2 separate regions of the Gossypium arboreum genome follow, and region 1 is linked to region 2. A link is a contact called in public Hi-C data. All regions are on one chromosome and are shown on one strand. Each heading gives the region's core, a stretch centred on a gene start, on an enhancer-like site or on the middle of the called end of the contact. The rest is flanking DNA. Distances are from core to core; before and after follow the strand shown.

The links. A called contact is a pair of places that touch in the nucleus more often than the background predicts.
Region 1: a contact with region 2 is called in a Hi-C map of leaf, with 2.3 times the contacts expected there. The contact joins the promoter of LOC108467934 here to the promoter of LOC108460582 in region 2. A contact is called at or near these places in 2 of 5 Hi-C or Micro-C datasets (both in leaf).

What each region holds. Positions count from the first base shown.
Region 1 is chr4:98,457,968-98,461,167 of ASM2569848v2, forward strand. LOC108467934 reads left to right here and starts at 1,717. Exons shown (of 7, transcript XM_017768763.2): 1 at 1,717-2,118; 2 at 2,207-2,303; 3 at 2,400-2,515; 4 at 2,607-2,651. The coding sequence starts at 1,761.
Region 2 is chr4:98,257,619-98,260,757 of ASM2569848v2, forward strand. LOC108460582 (OVARIAN TUMOR DOMAIN-containing deubiquitinating enzyme 10-like) reads right to left here and starts at 1,327. Exons shown (of 11, transcript XM_053027385.1): 1 at 668-1,327.

The sequences.
Region 1 (3,200 bases), core at 467-2,966, 200 kb after region 2:
GTTGACAAGATTGTTTGGCACTTTACCAAAGATGACAAATACATAGTTAAATATGGGTATAATCTTTCAAGGTAGCTAAAGTATATAAATGAAGCAGGTGGTACTTATTCGAGAAGTAATAGACAAAGCTCAATTTGGAACTCGATATGGAAAATTCAAGGTACCTTAAGAGTTAAGAATTTCATACAGAGAACTTGTAATAATGTTATCGAGCTTTGTCAAACAAGTGTCCAAGATACAATGATGAGGTTGAATCTCTTGAGCATATTTTGTTTGGCTGTCGAATTGCAAAAGCGGTTTGGAGAGCATCTTCGCTTCACTATGATCCTACAAATATTGATTTCTCTAGCTTTTTTAACTGATGGATTGAGACAAATGAGCAATTTCTAAATTTTGGGTCTTCCTCGACCACAAGTATGACAGCTTGGGTATGTTGAGAAATATAGAGTTGGAATTTATGGATGTCTGAAAGCATTAATACTGACCCCATACAAATTTGGAGTGATGCTTGGAGGATTTTTTGAGTCTCTAAAGACTGAGGAGAATGTTTTGTCTCAATCAGCGCCTTGAATATTCGACTACTTCATGGAGCCCGCCTCTGTATAGTGTTATTAGATGCTTCCTTTGATAAGCAAATGCTACATTTGCCCGGGGGCCGTGGCAGCGATGGTTTATTCATTAGAGGTGCAAATGCCTTAATCTTTGATGGATTTCCTTTTGTGGTATGATAAAAACTAAAGGTGAGTAAAATTCGATTCGATTAAAAAAATTGAAAAAAAAATTCGAATTATTCGAATTGAATTAATTGAGTTAATTGAATCAACTTAATTTTTTTCGAATTTCAAGTTTAAATCAAATTAAATTTTTTAATTCGAATAAGCCAAATACTAAACCGTTTTACTCCCTTCCCCCGCCCCCACTCAAACCCTTTTATTTTTCCTCAACCCCTGAAATTTTTTTCCCCATAAAAAAATTACTTTTCCCAGACCCTGAACTATTTTTTTCTTTTACTTTCTCTCCAAAACTTTTACTTCTCCAAATCCCTATCTTTTTTCCTTTTGCTTTCTCTTAAACCCTAAATTTTTTTTCGAATTTATATCTACTATTTATGTTATTGAATTAAGTTTCACATTTTGTATTATTTATTTATTAAATTGTTTAATCATGATGAATCTTTATTAATATGTTAAAATTGAATTATTGATAATGCCATAAAATATTCATGTTAAATATTTTATGTTTGTATCAATTTCATATTTTATCTTTAAAATAACTTATCGAAGATAATTGAAATAACTAAATAACCAAAATAGTGACAAGTATATAAAAGACTAATAAATAAATTACGGATGGATGGAAGTTAATAACATTATGGTGGACAAATTTATTTTTTTAATTTACTATTTGATTTGATTCGAATTCCATCTTACTCGATTCGATTCGAAAAAATTTTAAATCAAATTAGGATGATAAAATAGGATTCATCAACTCAATTAACTCAACTTTTTCCATTCAATTCGATCAGATTTAACGCTCACCCCTACTAAAAATAAAATTTTTCACTTTACTTATTCAAGTGTATTTAATATTAGAATATTTATTTAACGAAATGGACCGACTTTATCATCACTGATTGATCAAATGATCAGAAATTGATTTGATTTTCAGTGCGAAAGTTTAATGGTAGGGTGTGGAATACACCGCACTGCACATATATAAAAAACATAAAATGATAAAATAAAGTGAACAAATTTCAAATTATGAAATCAGCGTTACGGAACGCTTACTACTTCACTCTCTCTCGCTACTCCTTAAACCCTAACCCCTCACTTCTTCAAATTGCTCCCTTCATTTCCACTTTTCCTTCGCTTCCCTCTGTCCTTTCCAGAAACCATCCCTTTCGTTCCCCTCTCTGCGCCACTCTCATGGCCGGCGGTGATTACGACTCGCCGCAAACCTCTCCTTCTCTGGAGAAACAGTTCGAGAAGTTCCGAGTCCAGCTTGAAGATTCTGGCAGCTTACGGGAACGCATACGCGCCGTCGTTCTGGAAATCGAGTCGGCGACTAGGCTCATGCAAGCTAGCCTCCTCCTCGTTCACCAATCTAAACCAATTCCCGGTAACATTCTTCTTTTGCTTCTTCAAATTATATGGTTTTTGGAATATTACCTATTTTATAATTTTTACGCATATGTTTATATCAACAGAGGTTTTGCAGAAGGCAAATTCTCAGATTAACGTACTAAAGGGTCTTTACAATAAACTTGCTGAAGTTGTTAGGGAATGCCCTGGACAATATTACAGGTGAGATTCATTGGAGATTTTGGTTAATTTCAAATTTTATTTTAGTAGAAATTTTTGTGTTCTTGATGTGGTGTTCGGGTGTGTTACTGTGTTTAGGTATCATGGGGATTGGAGGAGTGAAACTCAAATGGTAGTTTCTTTGCTTGCCTTTATGCATTGGTTGGAAACTGGAAATCTGCTTATGCATACTGAAGCTGAGGAAAAACTTGGATGTATGTTTCAGTAATGAATATTTATTCGGTTTTACGAGTAATTTTTGTATTTGCTAATGAAGACAAATGAGAAAGTTGGTTGTTTTGGCAGTGAACAATTCGGATTTTGCTTTAGACCTGGAGGATTATCTTGTTGGTATGTGCTGAAAGCTTCTCTAATTGAAGAGTTCTATACTCTCATGGATTGAACCGTTTGTTCCGTACTATTTTTTTCTCTAATCTTATAAAGATTCAATTTTCTTTAGCTAGCCTGAAGTATTCTAGTTATTGAATGGAAAGTAAATGTGATTGACCACATCAATAGGCAGGATGAAATTCTTTGTACATTCTAATGCATTAGAGTCTTTTTCTTTATTAAAATGGCCAGGGTAGTTAACTGAACTTCAGTTTTCCATTTTTTTGGTTCATCTTATTCAAATGAGGACTGTCTCGTCAGACCAATTGATACTTGTGTTAAAATATTTTTAAGAGATTCACCTATCATATATGCTGTTTGTATTTTTTGATGAACTAAATGAAGCATTGTTGATTAATCACCTTTTCTGATTATTGTCATTCTTCAGTTTTTATGGTTTTTCTCCCTATATGTGCAAGAAACATGCAATGTCTATTACTTTGCATCTGAATTTGAGGGTTATTATTTTTCTGCCAATTGAATATACTGATCTGGGAATCTTTTTGATCT
Region 2 (3,139 bases), core at 77-2,576:
AAAACCCCAAATAAGAATAACTTTGTAATAAAGGCAACAAAAAGGACTACATTAAAAAAGTTTGTTTTAGTGGATTTTCATTGCACCACAGAATAAAAATGTTAGCTCTCTAAATTTACCGGTGGAATCAATTCTATTCTATCCTAAAGCAACCATCTTAAAAGATAATAAATAAAAAATTGTCGAAGTCAAATTAGATAAAAATACTTTCTTTATTTACACTTTGATCTAGATCCAATTCTAAGATGCTCTCCACTTAGAGTTTCATTTCTGAATAAACTACTGAAAATTTAATGACGAAAACGACAATTAATTCTTTAAGGTTTCTCTTATGCCTGGATATAATTTACAGTTCATACACACGATTTCATAACATATACAAAACCATGGAAACCACAAAGCACAAAACTCAAAATTTCCAAAAAAAAAAAAAAACACGTCGATTCAAATGAAAACTTGATGTAGCCGATCAAACATAGAAACACAAGGATTAAAAAGAAAAAATCCGAACTTTATCATTAAGCAACCTAAAAACATGAAAAAGAAAAAAACCCAGAATTCAGAAAACACTAATAAACAATACGAATTAAACCCAGAAATAGGTGATCATTTCCAAGTCCATTCAATCAAAACAATAAAAAAAAGATCTGGAATTTACAGTACTCACCAAACCAGGAAGGTTGAAACTTTAGTTTCAAAAGGAAAAAACAAGACACAAAAGCAAACAAGGAACTATTTCACAAGAAACAATGGAGTACACGAGTGACTTAAGATAACGATCGAACGTTGAATTTTTTGAAACGAAAAAAAAATACATAAATAAAAAAAGGGGAAAAAGCTAAAACAGCTTCATTTTGACGTATTTATAAACAAATTGTTGTTTCCCGCGGGCGTTAAAAAGACAAGCAAGTCCCGATCCGATTCCGTACGGATGGCCCTTTCAACCGTTGGATCAGAGTTTCGAGCGGACGTGATATTCCGTTGAGTTTAAGCGGCATCTTCTAATTCCATTTAATGAGTTGTTCTGAATTTTTAAAGGAGACCGGCGAATAATTGGTTTTTGAGTTGAAAACTATGCAAAATGAAGTGTTTGAGATCCTTCCATTAATTGGAGCAATTACGAGATCTAGGGCTGCGAATTTGATCTGCTTAGGTTGCTGCGAATTTGACGGTTCTGACCTTTGCCTTGAAATCAATTTTATTGCCTAAGATTTCAATTAACAATTTAAAATGGTTGTTATTCGGAAAAAGAGAAAATACAATTTAAAAATGGTCCAAAACAGTCCAACTCCGTCCTCTCTCATATTCACATCAACATCATACTAGGTACCTCATCTTATTTTTATTCAAGTTTTTATATTTGTATCCACATTTGGATTTGCTAGTAAACTCAAACATTTTACGAGTTGCATGAAAATTGCAATAATTTGTTTATTTTATTTTGACAATTGTAAATTATACATCATCTTCATTTTAAGTACTCAAAATAAAATAAAAATTATGATTTAAGTACTTATGTTAATTATTTTGGTCAATTATAAGCGATTAATTGACATGGCAATTACAAAAATCAATATAATAATAAATTTAGCCTTAAATTTTTACATATTATATTAATTTAGTTATAATTTTAAAAATTAACTCTCAATTTATAAATTATCTCAATTTGATCTTAATTCTAAAAATTTAAAGAAATATATAAAAATACATAAATATTTTTTGAAAAATATAATAATAAATTTATATTTTATATAAATATTTATATTAATATTAAATAAATATAATTATATTAATATTAAATAAAATAAAATCCCCCACTCCCGTTGCTCTCTCCCTTCAAACCTCCCCCACCACCGTCCTTGTCTCCTTTCCCTTCACCCCTACTCAAGGCGATGAAAAGTTGTTAGTCTTTTTATTTTGTCTCTCAAAGATGGAATTGAAATAACTTTTTTTGGGAGATTTTTTCGCCTCTTATTTTCTGTTTTTCCTTTTTCTAAGAAGAAACAGAGAAGAGAAAAAATATAGGTAGAGAAAAATAGAGATAATGAGTATAGTGAATGTTAATAGCAACCAAGTTACATTCTTCAAGAGGCATTCTTGGTTGCTTAAAAAATGGGAGGGACAATGGTGGGGGAGGTCCGATGCAAGAGAGAAGAGGGACGAGGATGGGAGAATTTTTGTTTTATTTAATATTAATACTAATATTAATATAAAATTTAAATTTATTATTATATTTTAAAAATATTTATGTATTTTATTTTTAGAAGTAGGATCAAATTGAGATTATTTGTAAATTTTAAGGATTAATTTTTTTAAAATTATGGTTAAATTTCTATAACATGTAAAAGTTGAGGACTAAATTTGTTATTATATCGATTTTTTAACTGTCACGTCAACTTGCTATTTGTGATTTTAACAAGAGTGACCAAATTATTAAACTATGTAACGTGGGTGCTTAAATTACAAACTTCTTATTTTGGATACTTAAAATAAAAAAGTTTTAATAGCTAATTGACTATTTGTGTAGTTCACCCTTAAAAAAAAAAACAATACCATACTTTTTTTTAAAAGGAATTGGGCTTGCATTTAAACAAACAAACAGTAAGTCCAACAAGTGAAACCAACAGAAAATAAACCAAACAAAGCAAACCAAAACAAAAGCCCAATACAAACGCCCACTCTGGAAACAAAACCCTAAATAAACAAACGATAAGCAGTTCCAATAGCCAACTAGATGGCAATAGAGGCAGCTAAAACGCCAACAGGTCCCAATGAGAAAGAGACCAACCAACCAGAGCACGCAAAAATCCAACAAAAAAGAAACTCAGCCGTTAATCCACATGCAAGAATCACAGATGTGGCACCAGAGTTGTCCCAAACCTACCAGAAAGTCAGCTAAAACCCCAATCACTCCTATAAGGACCAAAGAAACCCCAATGAAACATGCCCTCTAGATCTCACCACTTCCCCTTCAATCACCTCGCAAAACAACACGGCGATCAGCCTCCATTGTTCGCTGCACAAAATCAGGAACACACCCACACAGGTAAAAGTCCAACCCAGCCTTCAATCTTTCCTTTGCCAACAAATCGGCCATTGTGTTACCTGTACGAAAGACATGTCGAAATTCACATTGGCC